Linked DNA regions of Sus scrofa: region 2 is linked to region 1. A link is a contact called in public HiChIP or PLAC-seq data. All regions are on one chromosome and are shown on one strand. The core of a region is the stretch at or near the end of the contact, and the rest is flanking DNA. Distances in the headings are between cores, read along the strand shown. Region 1 overlaps PSMA6 (proteasome subunit alpha 6). Region 2 overlaps KIAA0391 (mitochondrial ribonuclease P protein 3).

What was found. HiChIP or PLAC-seq counts read pairs in DNA pulled down with a chosen protein or histone mark.
Region 2: an H3K27ac HiChIP or PLAC-seq map of alveolar macrophages shows a contact between it and region 1. The contact joins two enhancer-like sites. A contact is called at or near these places in 1 of 47 Hi-C or Micro-C datasets (epiblast stem cells) and 1 of 2 datasets of contacts at active chromatin or transcription factors (alveolar macrophages).

Annotation. Positions count from the first base shown.
Region 1 is chr7:64,578,109-64,584,080 of Sscrofa11.1, reverse strand. PSMA6 (proteasome subunit alpha 6) reads left to right here. Exons shown (of 7, transcript NM_001139472.2): 5 at 1,173-1,351; 6 at 2,933-3,027; 7 at 5,616-5,834. The coding sequence ends at 5,673. Among named protein-coding and RNA genes, the nearest start is that of PSMA6, 22 kb to the left of the region's middle. Within about 2 kb of position 3,545, at least 7 of the 83 cell types and tissues checked have an H3K27ac peak or open chromatin away from gene starts, as enhancers often do. A contact at or near this core is called in alveolar macrophages, where this site is marked.
Region 2 is chr7:64,725,441-64,731,412 of Sscrofa11.1, reverse strand. All of the region lies in intron 4 of KIAA0391 (mitochondrial ribonuclease P protein 3), which reads left to right. Among named protein-coding and RNA genes, the nearest start is that of PPP2R3C, 34 kb to the left of the region's middle. Within about 2 kb of position 2,437, at least 8 of the 83 cell types and tissues checked have an H3K27ac peak or open chromatin away from gene starts, as enhancers often do. A contact at or near this core is called in alveolar macrophages, where this site is marked.

The DNA of each region.
Region 1 (5,972 bases), core at 2,296-4,795:
TGGAAGGATAGGTTTCAGAACAGTATTTTAGGCACTAACTTTAAACGTTAGATATTGTTAGACTTTTTTATCAAAATATTTCTATTTAGGGTGTGTGATTTGGAAGATCCAAGTCATTGTGATATTAGGCTTTTGTAATGGGAATTACTATCAGACTACTAGTTCAATGGAAATGCCTACTAGTTAGGCATCTTAACAATGTAGTGCTTTCTTTTGATCCCCCTAAAGAATCAGGCTCAACATAAAGAATCATATGCCTATGATTCATACATTTAGAATAAATTTCTTCCTTAAAAAAGTAAAATTTTATTGGGAGAGGGGTAAGATTTGATATAATGAATTATCCTGAAAGATTTCAACATGTTTCTTTCTGACACTGTGTCATTCATTTATAATTAAAAGTGTAATGATTTCCCTCTAGTATTTAACCCTGCTTTTGACCTGTCACTTAAAAATTCTCCCTTGATTTCCTCAGTGATACTCTTCTCCTCCTCACTTTCCTTAGCTCTTCCTCCTCGACCTGGGCCCTTAAATTTTATTATTCATCATGTTTCTCTCCTTGGTCCTTCTCTCCTTTTTGTTCTGTCTGGGTGATCTCACCCACTTTCACAGCTTCATTTACTACATCCATTCCAGTCATTCTCTCATTAGGTTTAGCTCAGTCCCTTCCTGCTTGTCCCACAGATACTTCAAGCCTGAAATCATTGCTGTTTTCCTCTGTTCATCCCCAACTTCTTTTCTACCCCTGTCTCACCTTCCCAGGTTCTCTGTTTAGTCGTCAGTCTTTACCTCAGAATATCTGTTCCTTCCATCTCCTTTGTCACTTTTTCATTGTCACTTGCCTTTGACACCTAATTTATTTCTTTTCTCCTTTCTTACTCTTTCCTAGTCTGTTCCATATTGCTATAGGAGTTACTCTAAAACAAATTTTGATAGTTGCTCCCTTGGAAATATAAATTCCAAATTCCATAATAATGATGTGCAAGGCCCCTTACTGTTTCCTGCCAAGTTGCCTCTTTCTTTTACTGTATTTCTCTCTCACCTCAGGCTCCTATCCTAAAATAGGCAGCCAGAGTAATGATTAGCAACAGCCATGTGACAACACCAAGAGAGAAGAAATCTTGTTGTATAAAGGTATAAGATACTTACTGAAGGTCTTTCTTTCTGTTTAGGTATGATTTTAATTGGCATAGATGAAGAACAAGGCCCTCAGGTGTATAAGTGTGATCCCGCAGGTTACTACTGTGGGTTTAAAGCCACTGCAGCAGGAGTTAAACAAACCGAGTCAACCAGCTTCCTTGAAAAAAAAGTGAAGAAGAAATTTGATTGGACATTTGAACAGACAGTGGAAGTAAGCCGAAAGGAGCTGACTTTTTTTTTTTTTTAAATGGTATATGGAATAGTGAAGGTCATGGCATAATTGGCAGCCTGTTCCTGGGTTGTAGCATGATATCCAAGTTTGTCAGGTTAATAGTAAAATTGGTGTGACATGGAAACAATGAGGACTGCTTTTTTTCACCTAATTCCCTATCTCATTTCATGTGTTTGAAACTGCTTTCAACAAAACACATATAAAATGGGAAAATATGACTAGGAATCAAGACCATGCCCAAAGACCTGCATGGTTGTGATTTAAATTAGGCTTAAGCATCCTGGAAGCAAAAGTGAAAAAGTTGAGTCAGTAATATTTCTCTTATTGTCCTAAAGGAAAAACAGCCACACATTAAATTCCCAGAAGCAGGAGTTCCCATCGTGGTACCATGAAGTTGCAGGTTCGACCCCTGGCCTTACTCAGAGGGTTAAGGATCTGGTGGTTGCCGTGAGCTGTGGTGTAGGTTGCAGATGCGGCTAGGATCCTGCGTCGTTGTGGCTCTGGTGTAGACCAGCAGCTGTAGCGCTGATTAGACCCCTAGCCTGGGAACCTCCATATGCCAAGGGTGTGGCCCTAAAAACAAATAAATTAAATAAATAAATAAATAAATTCTCAGAAGCAGACATCTTCATAGTAAATATGCCTTCAGGATATCTTGGCAGAGAAATTATACCTGGGATGTGGAAGTAGAGCTAGCTTTAGATAGGGTTTCCTGAGGGGATTATTCATTATGATGGGGAAGTTTTAAATTGACAGGACAAGCCAACATTCTTAAACAAATACTTAGTAACATTAAACTAAAGCCTCTTATTTACTGCCAAGAAGTTAAAAACAGAATTTTAGTAGATTGTGGAAATGAGGGTCTGAGATAGTTATTCTAAAGAGTAACAACATAATTCTGATAAATGAGTAAAGAAAAATTACCATCTAATACTTTCTTGTTTGGTAGGCAGTATTATCATACACTAAGAGATGTGAAGCTAGTGTCTTGTTTAAATGTTTCTTAACGGTCTTGTTTTAAAAAATTCAAAATTACGTATAATTGATCACATCAGATATAAAGCCACTTAAAACATTCTTTACTTGTTATTACTGTAAATTCTTTGAAGGAAGATTGTATCATTGATCTTTTAAAAAAAAAAACTCAATAAATTTTTTATATGTATAGCTGTACAACCATCATCACAACCTAATTTTACATTTCCATCCCAAACCCCCAGCCCACCCCTCCCCACCCCCATATCATTCATCTTTATCCTCTCCCCATCTCACTCCAAACATATTGCCTGGCATGGAGTAATCATCAAGCAAATAGACTGTTTTGTGTAAATTATCCTATTCTGGTTTTGGACCCCTTTAATTTATGGTTCAACGTAAACAAGTTTCTTGTCAGGTGACATTAAAATAAAGCAGTCTGTGTGGCTATAGAACTACATCATTCAAACATGTAGCAAAAGTGATTAGCTTGTGGTTAACTCATGACTGAATAAGCTTGGAATGAGAAAATCTTGGAATCTCTGAAAAATACTGTATTATTTTAATATCAATATTTTTTTTCAGACTGCAATTACATGCCTGTCTACTGTTCTATCAATTGATTTCAAGCCTTCAGAAATAGAAGTTGGAGTGGTTACAGTTGAAAATCCTAAATTCAGGTGAGTTATATTGTCAGCCAGGTACTTGGAGAAGTTTGCCAAGTGATAAATTCTAGCCTAGAAAGGTGGAGGTTTATAGGTCCATTTGTCCTGTAACTTGAGGTAAAAATGCTTTTTTGAACTACAGTTAGACCACCTGGGACCACCCTACTGTTGGTTGTTGTTGATTCCTTTAGTACCTGAGAGATGGGTTTAAAACTTAATTGGATGTCTTTAAGACATAACTGCTTTTCTTCTCATTTTATATAAGGAGTAAAGTAAGCAGAAGTGTTTTTTCTGTTTTTAGCTTAAAGCCAATAGAAATTCACCCTCCCAAAGTAGTTTTCAGGTGGAGTTTTGATTAGTTAGTACATTTAAGTGGAGCTTTGAAGAACAATATGAAATACTAATATACATCAAACCCTATCTAGATATCTTTGAAACCCCCAAATTTTGCATATAGCTAATTGAATTGCAGATGCTGGATGCTGTCTGTTCTTACTCACTTAGTGACTAACTCCCACAAATCAACTTCACAGCTTCCATGAGTCAGATCTGTACTGGGTGCTTAACATATCAGCTCACTTAATCCTCCCAGCAGTTCTGTGAGGTGGTTTTCTTTTTCCATGAGCCTGGATGATCCTGTGAATAGCGAAAAATACTTCAGTTAAATCCACAGATGCACAGAAGCTGCTGGAAGGCATGTTAACTATTATGTGTGTCTAATCTTGGGTCACATTATAAAGACACGTGGTCATAGTTAGGGTTGGGGAAAAAAAGGTAGTAAACTAAGCTTAACCAGACCTTGAAGAGTTGAGTTAGAATATTTGTTTCTAATTTGTTATTTTTGTTGCCTTGCAGGTGATTAAAAAGTGAAAGATTTAAGGAAAATTTATAGAATTTTTTAAAAAGCAAAATAGAATTCAGTCTTCCCCATCTCCTGCCCCCGTCATTGAAAAGTTTGCTTTAAAAAAAAAACAACACAGTAAATTTCCAGCAGGAACAATTTATAGATATCTCTGAAGGACCTACAGTTGGTTCTTGTTTTATGTTCTGAGACCCTCCTATAGCCTTTTAAATTTTTTTGTTATTTGGCCATTCCTGCAGCTTGTTGAGTTTCCCGGCCAAGAATCCAACTAGCACCACAGTAGCAACCCAAGCCGGATTCTTAACCTGCTGCACCACAAGAGAACTCCAGCCTTTAAAATTTTTATTTCCATCTGTTAGTTAAATAGATAAGAAACGAAAGATCCTATATCTTCAAAAGGCCCTTGTATCATTTATAAATTCTGATAGTATACTTAAATAACTAGGATATATAACATAACCATCAACAACTATATAACTATTTGCATTACACTGCTTTATATTTCAGTTTGCACTAAAAAAATGTCACTTCTAGGAGTCCTCTGTGGCTTAGTGGATTAAGGATCTGGTGTTGTCACTACAGCAGCTCAGATTGCTGCACTGATGCAGGTTTGCTTACCTAGCCCAAGAACTTCCATTATTCCATGGGTGGGCCCAAAATATATTGTCACTTTAAGAAATTGTGCTCTTTTTTTTTGTTTGTTTGTTTTGTTTTTTAGGGCCACACCCTTGGCATATGCAGGTTCCCTGGCTAAGGGTCCAATCAGAGCTGCAGCCGCCGGCCTGTGGCAGAGCCACAGCAATGAGGGATCCAAGCCATGTCTGCAACCTGTATACCACAGCTCACGGCAATGCCGGATCCTTAACCCACTGAGCTTGGCCAAGGATCAAACCCATGTCCTCATGGATGCTAGTTGGGTTTGTTAACCACTGAGCCATGACTGGAACTCCCAACAAATTTTATTCTTAAAAGTCCACATTAAAGGTTGCCAATGGAGTTCCCATCATGGCTCAGTGGTTGACAAATCCGACTAGGAACCATGAGGTTGCGGGTTCGCTCCCTGGCCTTGCTCAGTGGGTTAAAGGATCCGGCATTGCCATGAGCTGTGGTGTAGACTGAAGACTCAGCTCGGATCCCGCGTTACTGTGGCTGTGCCACAGGCCGGCGGCTGCGGCTCCAATTTGACCCCTAGCCTGGGAACCTCCATATGCCACAGGAGCGGCCCAAGAAATGGCAAAAAGACAATAAAATAAAATAAAAGGTTGCCAAGCAGTTGATTTCTTTGGGGGAAACTTCATTTAGAAAATAGCATGTTCAGCACAGCATGCCTTGTCTCTCGGCTGCTAACAAACCTTTTATGCTAGGTATAAAGGTATTTTGACATAGAAGCTAAAATAGAATACTTTATGTATAGTCTAGTTTTATATTTGAATATTTGCTTTCATTGTTGCAACCATAATGGTTTTGCTTTCAAAAGACCTAATTCTAGATCTCATATCAAAGAAGTACACATTAGTGTGTATAAATGAAGTTGATACGATGTCTGGGAATCCTTCATAATAATTTGAAGGGATGAGTGTGGGGTATATAGATTTTTTAAAAATCAGCTATAAATTGGTAATTGTTGGGTGATAAATACACGGGGGTTCAGTACTATCCTACTTTTGTGTGTTTGGGGGGATTTTGCATAATAAAAAGTTGGAGACGTAAATAATGTGGAATTTTTCCCTTTGTCCTCTAGGATTCTTACAGAAGCAGAGATTGACGCTCACCTTGTTGCTCTAGCAGAGAGAGACTAAACGTTGTAGCTAGTTTACCAAATCCATGACGCCACTTATCTGTGTGTTTGGTAACAACAGACCAACCTATGGAGGCCCCTGGATTGAAAAAGGAACCTTTCCCACTCCTCCTGCCACTGAAGTGGTTAGGACTCTGTATAAATAAACACAGTGCTTTTGGAAAGTAATTGCATCCTGTCTTTTTTACCTCCAGTGTTAACACACAAAGGGTTAAATGTTCACCATCATCACATTTGGCTTTTTTCATTTTAATTAAGAGATCCAGGTTTCTTTGGCTTAGGTAATTTAACAGAAATTTA
Region 2 (5,972 bases), core at 1,188-3,687, 150 kb before region 1:
GTGGTTAACAAATCCGACTAGGAACCATGAGGTTGCGGGTTCGGTCCCTGCCCTTGCTCAGTGGGTTAACGATCCGGCGTTGCCGTGAGCTGTGGTGTAGGTTGCAGACGCGGCTCGGATCCCGTGTTGCTGTGGCTCTGGTGTAGGCCGGTGGCTACAGCTCCGATTCAACCCCTAGCCTGGGAACCTCCATATGCCGCGGGAGCGGCCCAAGAAATAGCAACAACAACAACAACAAAGAGAGACAAAAAGACAAAAAAAGAAAAAAAAAAAAAAAGAATGGTTCAGAAATGTCCCCATAGAAAGTGAAAGTCCATCTCTTTACTCAATTTTTTTTTTGGTCTTTTTGTCTTTTCTAGGGCCGCATACGAGTCATATGGAGGTTCCCAGGCGAGGGGTCTAATTGGAGCTGTAGTTGCCGGCCTATACCACAGCCACAGCAACTCAGGATCCGAGCTGCGTCTTTGACCTACACCACAGCTCATGGCAACACCAGATCCTTAACCCACTGAGCGAGGCCAGATATTGAACCTGCAACCTCATAGTTCCTAGTCAGATTCGTTAACCACTGAGCAATGATGGGAACTCCATCAAATAATATTTTTAAAATACTGGAACTTGCCATGTCAATTGCATTTGGTGCAAAAGATGTTTCTTTTTTCATTTATGAAATGCATGAGAAACAAAAGTTAGATCAGAGTTTGGAGAGAGCCGATTGAACCACATTGTTTTTGCTTTGCAAAAGGGCTATTAACAGTTGTTCCAGAGTTAAAAAACAAAACAAAACAAAAACCTGTCCATGCTAACCCATTATATAGTGAAAACTAAAGCCAGAGAGGCAACGTGGAATGCTCCAGTGTGCCTCTATCCCTGCCTTAGTGCGGATGGCAGCTGTAGATTGGTTCTGTGTGGTTAGGCCTTCCATGAAGGGGAATTTGAGCCGGAGAGCTTAAACATCCTCAGCAGTGCTAATTGGGAGATGTGGAGGGAGGGGATTTCCACTCTTTGTTAATAAGCTCTCCAGGCACATTTCCTCTTTGTTTTTGCATTTCCTCAGCTGTGCAGCAACTGTAGAGAAGTAAGATGTGATTTCCTGCACTTAAAGGAATGCTGGCTTCTCTTTTGGGGACTTATCATTGGAAGAGTGGAATGTGTATGGCTTGAGCTACCCTCACTGATGATTTAAATATAGTTTTAAAAAAATTACCTCACGGCCTTTGTGTCAGTACCAGATATGCTCAGATGATTTGAATTAGCAGATAAACCCAGCTTCCTCAAAGGTAGGCATCCTTCTTGATGGACCCCTGCTTTCATTAGCAGTGTGATACTTTGCAAGCTGACTGGCAAGTGCAGAACCACCACAGAACTCCCTCCAGCCTCATCTCTTATTAGTTTCCCCTCCAAACACCTGCTTCAGCTGGCGTTGGCTACTCGCTGGCTCTGGACTGCTTTGCTGTTTTCTTCCTCTGCTTTTCCCCTTCATCTAAAATGCATAGAGTACATTTTCCATGTCTCCCAAGTCCTGTTTTTCCTACAAGACTTGTCTCAAGTCCCTTTTCTTCCACAACCCTTTTCGACCTCTGTATCTATCTTTTCTTCCTTTGAACGGAGAGCATTTATGAACTTTGGCACACATTTGGCTGTTAATCCTATACCATATGTTCTTGTTTTAGTGCTGAGTTTTTCACATCAGCATCTGTTGTCTCTTCAACCACAGTATAAACTCTTCGAGGGACATGGCACCCTTCTTAATGTTTGGCATCTAGTAGGTGTGCAATAAATCTTATTTATGTGTTAAATTATCCAAGGTTTATATTTCTTAGGTCATAGTTACCATGCATTTAATGATACCTTTTAGAAGTTCCCACTGTGGCACAGTGGGTTAAAGGATTCCGCATTGCCGTACTGCAGCATAGGTCACAACTGCAGCTCAGATCTGATCCCTGGCCTGGGAACTCCATATGTCATGGAGTAGCTGAAAAAGAAAAAAAAATTGTACCATTTAATCATCATAATAACTTTGAGGGAAGGAGTATTATAAATACAGAGGGGAAACTGAAGCTCAGAGAAGTTAATTAACTTGCCAGAGCTACACAGTTTTAAGTTATGAAGCCAGGACTCAAATGCTCTTTGGATTCTGTTACACATGCTGTTATACTATACCAGTAATCCTACCTCCTCATTAGTCTGTTGTATGTTTTCTGAGGGTGGAAGAGTGCTTAATATTTAGCTGCTATCGCTTGCTTAGTTAATGGCAACAGAAGAAAAGTGCTGCAGATGTGAATTAGCAGTAGTTGCTAGCAGCGTTGATGAAACGGATGCACACTGTGTCAAAGTTCACAGGAAAGTAGAAATTTCCCTTAATCTCGATGATTACTGGTGGAATGACTCATCTTCCAGTTGTACATTGCTCTCAAGTTATTCAGTATTTGTGTATAAGTTAGACATGGCAGGGAAAACCACTGATGAGATGTCCAAGACACGTCACTTGAGCTGATGAGTATTCCCGGGATATCCCCAAGATTTCTACCTGAGTCTTCTTGCCCCATCCATTGCCTGCTTGACCCTTTCACCTTCTGGGTTTTTTTCAGAGTAAAAGCACTTCCCTTTTTTTTCCTGCCAAACACATAATTAGCTTCCATAGGCTACTTTCTTACCACTGTGATGCACAAAGATTTACTGTATGCCTGTTTAACATGAGTCAGATTTAGTGTTATTTAACTTAAGCACTAAAAATTCCAGGATTTAAGTTTTCCCCTTCTCTGTCCTTCTGTTCAGGATTTTTTTTCATTAAGAGGAACAAAAAGAGGAGTTCTTATTGTGGCTCAGAGGTAATGAACCCAACTAGTAACCATGAGGATGTGGGTTTGATGCATGAGCTGGATCAGTGGGTTGGGGAATCTGGCTTTGCTGTGAGCTGTGGTGTAGGTTGCAGATGCTGCCTGGATCCCACATTACTGTGGCTGTGGTGTAGGTCGGCAGCTGCAGCTCTGATTCAACCCCTAGCCTGGGAACTTCGATATGCTGCATGTGCGGACCTAAAATGACTCAAAAAAAAGACAAAAATACAACTCAAACAATTTTTTAAAATTTTATTTATTTATTTTTCTTTTTTGGGCCACACCCTTAGTATGTGGAAGTTTCAGGGCCATGGATTGAACCTTGAGCCACAGCAGTGACCCAAGCTGCTACGGTGACAACACTGGATCCTTAACCTGCTGTGCTGCAAAAGAACTCGTCATTGAGTAAAGGTGCTAGTAAATTCTGCTTCATTGCTATGAGAAAATTTTGAACTTTGGTGGCTTTTGCAGGTGCCACTGATAAATTGTTTTCTGCTTTATAAACTAAATAGATCAATCAACTCTATGAAGTAATGAGTTGAGTGGGAGTCAGAAATAGAGGGCTATTTTTTTTTCTTTTTTCTTTTCTTTCTTTCTTTCTTTCTTTTTTTTTTTTCTTGGCTAAACCTATAGCATGTGGAAGTTCCTGGGCCAGGGATTAAACCTGCACCAGGGAACCGAGGTGGGGTTTTTGTTTTTTTGTCTTTTTGTGTTTTTTTGTTTTTTGTTTTTTTTTGCTTTATATGGCCAAACCTGGGGCATATGGAAGTTCCTAGGCTAGGGGTTGAATCACAGCTGCAACTGCCAGCTGAGCTGCATCTGCCACCAGCTCACGGCAATGCTGGATGGCTAACCCGCTGAGCAAGGCCAGGAATCAAACTCAAATCCTCAAAGATAGTAGTTGGGTTCATTACCACCGAGCCACAATGGGAACTCCAGGTATATTTTTTATGTAGTCATTAACTTGGTCTTCTTTCCCCTCTGCATCTCAAATTTCTCGTAGGATTTTTCTGAGAATAAAATCAAAAGGTATATGCAGTGTAAAGTAATCTGAAAGGTTGCACTACAGGCAATCCCCAGCAGAGAACACTTGATTTATGAATCATCTCTACATGCATGTGTACTGCAGGAGCTGTGGATATAGCGTTTCTCAAGAGGATGGGCTGGGTGATCTCTGGCCCTGAATATGGAGGAACAATTGACATGTAGACATATTTTTCTTACACATATAGAGGCAGTTAGGTTATTACCACTATAGAGATTCATCCATTCTGCCACCCTATGAAGACAGAAACCCATTTCTGGGTTAGGAACAGGAAGAAGGGAAGTGATTTTCCCAGTATCCTATTTTAAAACCCTAGGAGTTTTAAATGGTGACAAACTCTTGGTAGAACTTATTCTGTTTACCAAAGCACACATAGAGGCTTTTGTAGCATAGACTTTTTTGTAGTCAGCTCATTTAATTTTACTGAGTCCTTCCAATAGCTCTTTGAAGTGGATAGCCCCACTTTATGCTGAGACCCAGCAAAGAAGATATGACCAAAGTCATATCTGCTAGTGGATAGCCCAGTAGAGAAGATGCAGACCCAAACTGGCTAATCCCTAGTCTAGGCTCTTTTAGCATCCTCACAGCAGCTTTGAGGGCTTGTGGGTGTACCTGAGGAGGATAATAGTAATATGGTATTCAAAGTTATTAAAGGAAATGTTGAGTTTGGTCCGCTTTTCAAGGTGAACAATCAAGCATCTGTAAAGATTCTTAAAAAGAGCCTTGGGCAACCCTTCACAATCGCTTTTCTTTGGGAGTTCTTTCTGAGGAATCTTAGTTAAGTTTTACCTGTATATAGTGCCCCATTTTTCAATGAGACTTTTCTCTCCCTTACTTGAAAAGTAAGTGCTTACTTTCTGATTTTGGGTGGGGGAGAAGTTTTCCAGTGAGTTTTAACTATGCAGTATTTTTACCTTGTTTTGTTTTGGGATCATCTAGTGAAAGGACTTAAATATTTTGGATGCTTGCTTCCAAGGAAGTGGGGAAGTTAGGCACCAAGTTGATGTTTTAGAGCTGGTTCCTGGTTGGTTGTGAAGCAGAGGGGATTTCCAGGGTGTGTAAGTGTGGATGAATTTCTTTAACTGAAAGCAGAATTAGAAAAAAAAAAAAAAATAGAGTGGTTAACAGCGTTTTTGGGTTTTCAGGATCCAAGCCATGTTATTGCCTTTCTTTGCCTGGTTCATTCCTTTCTAATTTAGGAGCAAGATTCTACAATGGAGCAGGGTGGGGGTGCGGATATGTTGTCTTTTTGCCTTTATTTTAGCTGTTCTTCTGTGTCTGTCAGGGTATGTTATGAAAGGAAAGGAGAGTGGAATTAAAAAGAATACAGCTTTTTGTCCTGTCTATTAATTTAATTTCTAAACTATCTTTACCTGAATAAGGTCTTTTTGCCCAAAGCCTAGGTAGAATTTAAGAAGTAACTTTAGGACTTCCCTTGCCACAGTGGGTTGAGGATCCAGTGTTCTTACTTCAGCAGCTCAGGTTGCTACTGTGGTACATGGTTGATCCCTGGCCTGGGAATTTCCACATACCACAGGCATGGCCAAAAAAAAAAAAAAAAAAAAGAAAAAAGAAAAGAAAAGAAATAGCCTTATATTCTGAATTACTTTCTGCTCGGGGTAGTTAGTAGAAAAAAAATCCATTTGGAAATATACCTAGCTGCTGCAGAGCATGTGTTTAACTCATGATTCTAGATGGTTGAGAATCCTTTTTTTTTTTTTTTTTTTTTTTTTAATGGCTGCATGTATGGCATATAGAAGCTCCCAGGCTAGGGGTCGAATTGTAGCTGCAGCCACAGCCACAGGAACACAGGATCCAAGCCACTTCTGTGACCTACACCGCAGCTCATGGCAATGCTGGATACTGAATCCCACTGAATGAGACCAGGGATAGAACCTGCATCCTCATGGGTACTAGTTGGGTTTGTTACTGCTAAGCCACAACTGGAACTCCCTAGAATTCTTTTTTTTTTTTTTTTTTTCCCCACTGTACAGCAAGGGGATCAAGTTATCCTTACATGTATACATTACAATTGCATTTTTTTTCCCCACCCTTTGTTCTGTTGCAACATGACTATCTAGACAAGG